Regions from separate parts of the Mus musculus genome. Here region 1 is linked to region 2. A link is a contact called in public Hi-C data. All regions are on one chromosome and are shown on one strand. The core of a region is the stretch at or near the end of the contact, and the rest is flanking DNA. Distances in the headings are between cores, read along the strand shown. Region 1 has its middle 28 kb from the start of Rtp1. Region 2 overlaps St6gal1 (beta galactoside alpha 2,6 sialyltransferase 1).

The links. A called contact is a pair of places that touch in the nucleus more often than the background predicts.
Region 1: a Hi-C map of uterus shows a contact between it and region 2, with 3 times the contacts expected there. The contact joins two enhancer-like sites. A contact is called at or near these places in 2 of 15 datasets of contacts at CTCF or cohesin (the NIH/3T3 cell line and pro-B cells), 29 of 484 Hi-C or Micro-C datasets (the AML12 cell line, CD4 T cells, CD8 T cells and 21 more) and 7 of 115 datasets of contacts at active chromatin or transcription factors (astrocytes, bone marrow-derived dendritic cells, embryonic stem cells and 2 more).

The regions. Positions count from the first base shown.
Region 1 is chr16:23,400,149-23,403,065 of GRCm38.p6, reverse strand. No RefSeq gene overlaps it. Among named protein-coding and RNA genes, the nearest start is that of Rtp1, 28 kb to the left of the region's middle. Within about 2 kb of position 1,380, at least 31 of the 459 cell types and tissues checked have an H3K27ac peak or open chromatin away from gene starts, as enhancers often do. A contact at or near this core is called in Sertoli cells and uterus, where this site is marked.
Region 2 is chr16:23,239,552-23,242,625 of GRCm38.p6, reverse strand. All of the region lies in intron 1 of St6gal1 (beta galactoside alpha 2,6 sialyltransferase 1), which reads right to left. Among named protein-coding and RNA genes, the nearest start is that of BC106179, 16 kb to the right of the region's middle. Within about 2 kb of position 1,710, at least 153 of the 459 cell types and tissues checked have an H3K27ac peak or open chromatin away from gene starts, as enhancers often do. A contact at or near this core is called in Sertoli cells and uterus, where this site is marked.

The DNA.
Region 1 (2,917 bases), core at 131-2,630, 160 kb before region 2:
TAATCAGAAGGCGTTCACACTGTTCTTTAATAAACATGTGTGCATTTCCTGGTGTCTGTCTGTCTTTTCTGTCTCTCTCACACTCACATCTTTTACATCAAACTGTAACACTGCTGCTAAAATAAGGGAAATTGGGGCCCCCTTTAGTGGGTCTTGGTCTCTTTGATAAAAAGAATTTTAAAAACAGTCAGATTGAGACACGCTGACTCCGTGGCAGGCTTCAAGCTGGCTTCAAACAGGAGACTAGGCCTAAATTTCTGTTTCCAAGACCCGGGCAAGTCCAGACCTCAGAAGCTACCCTGCCGTTGGCCCTGAGGTAAGGACACGGTCAGCATCACTTTCCAGATGTCCTCGGGAACAGTTTTCAGACTTCCCCAGCAATGGTTCTGGAATGTCCCCAGAGATAGAGCCAAGAGATAGAGGTTACCTACCTACACCTCCCCGGGACTCCCTGATGTACTTTAAATTGGGCCTGCAAACTCACATGGGCATCCCCACATTGGAACAGGAGACTCCAGCATTCTGGACTTCTGCAGAATAAAACACTCTTTGCTTTTATATACTATTTGAGTCCTGGGTATCATTCTTTGGTGAATCATGGACCTTTATGAGATAAAAATGTCAGGACAATTTTATTAGAATTTAGAAGGAAAATCATAAGGTAGCAAGTTGGAAATCTTGCCCAGAGGAGAATGGAGAAGGGCACAGCCATGCTGTTTGAATTAAACAGATATGGAGCTCAGACACAGGGAGGGCAAGCGACCACCTGGCAGGAAGCAAAGCATTAGAAAAGTAAAGCCCAGACCATTAGGAAAAGCATGCTTAGAGAGGGGGCAGGAAGAAGAAAAGCAAAGTCACGCTTGTGTGAGTAACTCAGACTTATAGAGCTGTATGGCTGCACTGTGAAGGAGACCGTGCTGGGGTGGGGTGGGGGTGGGGGGTGTCTGGGAAGAAAACATGCCTTGCCTCAGTAAAGGGATAATTATTGGCTTAGGGTGGGCCAATTCTTCCTGAGGGATAGATCCTTGGCCAGGTGACCAACCTGCCCCTGAATTAACTCTTAGTGGGGGAGACAGTGCAGGAAGTGGAGGGAACAAAGAATCCTGGCGCTTTCTCCCACTCTCACTCACTCTCATTTGGCAAACCTACAAACACCTCCACCTCCCTTCCTCCTTGATTTCCCAGCAGCCACAATCTGTAATGGCTTGCTTCCTTGTGAGACTAGGAGAAGGAAAGAAGAGGTTAAGGAAATAAGAAGAACGCCTGTGGGCGTTGGTATTTGAGGAGGACAGTGAAGACCTTGTAGAGTGAAGACCTTGTCAACGTGACTGATTCATTACTGGGGGAAGGTGGTATTGTAGATAAGGGAAAGAACAGCCAGCGGCATCTGGGGGAGTCAGTAATGGCTGCCTTTCTGGGACAGAGAGAGTAGCACAGAGAGCAGGAAGGGGGAGCAGCAGCCTGGTTATTGCCAGGGCTGCAGGAGTAGGGAAGAGCATGAAGATAGTGGGAGACTCTTGCTGGTTACTATGTGTTATGTGGAAGAGGAAGAAGGGGAGGAGGGGGAAGGGGAGGAGGAGGAGGAGGAGGAGGAGGAGGAGGAGGAGGAGGAGGAGGAGGAGGAGGAGGGGGAGGGCAGTTATCTGGAACAGCTGGAATCTAGCACAGGGCTCTGATCTGTTGGTGGCTTGTTTGAGTAAATAGAGGACTAGATGCTGGCTCTGGATTTTGGGGGACCGAGGGGGACTGTAGTAGCAGAGGAAAAAGTATTAGCTAACAGAAACTCACTTTACAAGGTTTCTGAAGAATGCTAAGTGCTTACTGGGTCGGAATTCAGCCTGAGCTGAGCCCAAATTGTCTTTTTGGAGGTTGGGGCTTGACAGCACACACTTATAATCACAGCACATAGGAGGCAAAGACAGAGGATTAAGAGCACAAGGCCAGCCTTGACAATGTACTAAGTTCAAGGCCAACCTGGTTTCTGTCAGGCTGTTAGGAGGCATGGAAGACCACTCGGGCACAGGTTCAAGACAACAGAATTAGCCAACCACCGACTATACTGGGTGTTTGGGACCCAAGTACAGACCTGAACTTTTCTCAGGGTGAGCTTTTAAGCACAAAAGCCATAAACTGGGCTGACACACCTCAGTCAACAAGAACAGCTAGCCAGAAGCAGAACTACAGATGCCGAAAAACAAGGTTAGTACATCTAGAGACATTTCCAGAACTATGGACATTGATGGATTAGGTCTTTGTTTTTGTTTTGGTGGATGTTGCTACCTACAGGCTGCGTTCCAAAGCCTGAATGATGCTTCCATCATGGCGTCAGTTGGGTTAAGGCATACAAAGTTCTAGGGCCTTTACATTCCCAACTTGGAGGCATTAGTCAAACCATGGACTCATCTGGGGTCAGAGGTTATATCAACTCCTTAGCACTAGTAGTTTAACTGAATTTATTTTCTATTTTACATAGCCGTGGTGGTTTGAAAGAAAACAGCTTCCTATAGGCTCACGGAGAACTGTGCTAATAGGAGGTGTGGCCTTGCTGGAGTGGGTGTGGCCATGTTGGAAGAAGTGCATCACTAAGGGCTGGACTTTGAGGTCTCAGAAGCTCAAGCCTGCCTGGTGGCTTACCACTCACTTCCTTTTGCCTATTGGTCCAGATGCAGAGCTCTCCACTCCTTCTCTAGCATCTTATCTGTCTATGCACAACCACGGTGAAAATGGGCTAAACCTCTGAATATGTAAGCCAGCCCCAAGTAAATGTTTTTCTTTATAAGAGTTGCTGTGGCCATGACATCTCTTCACAGCAATAGAACCTAACTAAGGCAGTAGCTAAGTAGGCAGTTGAGCAAGCAGCATCCTACAGAGCTAGGAACAGAAGGATGAACTCGGCTGGGTGTGATGGGAAATTTGC
Region 2 (3,074 bases), core at 461-2,960:
CCGAGGTAAAGTCACCTCACTCAACATTATACTTTTCTGGACCTTCCATTTTCCTGCAACTTACTTTCTTTCTTTCTTTCTTTCTTTCTTTCTTTCTTTCTTTCTTTCTTTCTTTCTTTTTTCCTTCACAGCTGTATAGTATCCCGCTCTGTGAAAGTTCCACATTTTCATAATCCATTCATCTGTTGAATGCCATCTAAGTTGATTCTGTTTCCTTGCTACTGTAAAAAAGAGCAGCAATGAACACAGATGGAGGTTCAAGTATCTCTGTGGTAGGGCATAGAGTCTCATTGCCCAGGAGGACAATGGTGGGGCAGCAGGAGGCCTGTGATTGGACAGGGAAAAGGGAAGCAGAGTGAAGAGTTGCAGGGTCAGAGAACGACTCAGAGAGGAGAGAAAAGAAGCCAAGATGGAGGCGGACAGACAGGAAGAAGATCCTGATCTCACATGGTTTTAAATAGCCACAGGTAGTTATGAATATCATATAGGAATGGAATAATTGGGATAACTTGTCTGATCTAGGTGGGCAGCTTATATCATTATTGATTGGCTCTGAAATTATTGTGTGGGCATCTTGTGAATTGAGAATTTATTGATATATAAATCTGACTTAATTATAAACTTCTAGAGTTTTGTTTCTACCAGGTTGCTGGGTGTTGTGGTCGCTGGCTGAGGGGTAGACGGTCGTTGCATGGGGCTGGTATGGCAGCGAAGGGAACTCGGGAGCTCCGGCCCTGCCAGAGAGTTGGTGGGCAGAGAGTAGTTGGATGGAGCGTAGGAACTTGGCGGTTCTTTTTAAATATTTACGGCAATTTTTTAAAATTTATTTATTTGTGGAGTCTCCATTTATTTGCACCATGGCTGTATAATTTGGACTCGCACAGCAATGGATAATGGTTTCTCTTCCCCTACATCCTCTCCAACATTTGTAATCAGATATATTGATGACAGCCATTCTGACTAGGATGTGACAGTAAGTATCTCAAATCATTCCCCTGATGACTAGGGATGTTGAACACTTTTTAAAACATTTGCTGACCATTTGTGTTTCTTCTTTTGAGATCTACCTGTTCCTTTTTCTTCAGCCTATTGTAGATTGGCAGTTGTCTCCTGGGTCTCTGCCCCCCACCTCTCGTGTGTCTGTCTCTGCCACCACCACCACCCCTCTCTCTGCAGTACTTTGTAGATTCTGGATACTGAGTTGTGGTCTTTGAAACAGCTATTTGTTGATCACAGTCATGTGTCCAGCTCTACTTGAAGCATGCATGTCAATGCTATGATGTTGGAAGAATTACTGCAGACTAGGACGCAAAATGAGCATCTGAGAAGTTCAGTCTCCAAGTTCAAAGAGTTAACAACAAACAACACATCTAGAATTTAAACCCAAGTCCACCTAGCTGGAAAGCATGTGACTTTCCCCCAAAAGCTAAGGGCTTCCTGAGGAAGGGAGACTGTAAAGGTGACTGGGTAGCAGCAAACTGCTCAGCCTCATCCTGTTGAGTCACCAAGACGGTCCCTGAAGGCATGGGTAGGGCGGACGGACAGACGCTTCCAATGCAGGAGTGCTGCCCTGGGCGAGGCTGCAGGGCTCCTCTTTGCCTGCTCCCTCCCTTTCCCAAATGGACAGCCCAGAATAAGACATTCATTGTGAAGATGAAAAGAAAAGCAGCCACATGCCTCTAGCAGGAAGCCTCCCTCATCTGGGGGATTGATTGATTCCTCACACTATCATTAGCCTCCTCCAGCTCAGGCCCTGGGCCAGCAGCCTCCAGCCCTACAGCAAGCAGCATTTGTCAGAGCTGGCAGGCTGCCTCCTTCCCTCTCCCATCTGGAACAAACTCTGATATACTTGGTTCCCAAGGGGCTCAGACAAGCAAGGCTCCAAGCCTGGCTCCCCAGCATAGTTCACATGGAGAGCCACACCACACTTCCTCTTCCATTTCTGCTTGACTCTCCCTCCGAAGGTCGTAATTGACAGGTAGGAAAAAAGGACTCTTTCATGAGCCGAGCACAGCTGCAAGGTGGTGCTTGCCCCAGACGGCTACGGCTCCCTCTACCTGCTCTCCCGGCCTCCCCTGCAGGGCTGCTGTGCATGTGTCGAGGCCAAGCGTGGCCTATGACCACCAGGGTTGCTGAGCTCATTCCAGGAGACGCCCCAGTGCTCAGTCATGTGCTGGGCTTGAAGCTGTGCACAATACTAACCATCCAAGAAACCGCATTCTAACAAATAACTACGGTTCAAGAGATGAAAGAAATCCTCTTTTCTCTGTCAGCTTCAGGGCCTCATTTGGGCAAGGCTAAGGCTGTCTACCACTGAGCATGGTGACATAGGCCTGGCTCTCATAAGCTGAAAGATCGGTGGATTCAGACAGGTGGAGCCCTTCAACACTACGGGGTGCACTAGGTATTTACAGTAGTGTGGCCATGCCTACACATGTGGGCACACATTCCCCTATGCTAAGGCTTTTGAGCCTCCAGGCCATGCCAGGGCCCTCTCTATTCTTCCTAAAGTAGAAGGAAGATACTCCAGGCCACATTAAAACAGCCTGAGAGCTAGATGCCCTTCCTCCTGAATATAGTTTGTCCTCATAGGTACCCATACAGAATGAAGACTGCTACCACACATCCTGCCAACCCTATCCTGCCTGTCTCTTTCCCGACCACCAGCCTTTCCCAGATATGGAAGGGGAACTGCTTGCCTGGCAGTTCTCACATTCCTCCTTGTAGTACACACGTCTGGACACCCTCCTCCACCCTCGCTGAGCTGTTGACAGCCATCCAGACCAACTCCCTAGCCCAGGCATTCCCCAGCAAGCTGGAAGACAGGAGAAAGACTCCCTCACCAGGCCAGGCAACACAGGTGCCTGCCAAGCCCTCTCTGCCGCCTCCCACTGAAAGCCAGGGCTGCTTATCTGAATCAGGATGCAGAGTGTTGTGCCTCTTGACCAAGTCACTTATTTCAACACTTCAGGGACCCAGTCTGTGGCTAGGAGCACTCAGACACCTACCTGTGGGTGCTTCAGCCGTTGTACACCTTCGGGAAGGCAAAGCCTGTGTCCACAGTAGCAAACCCT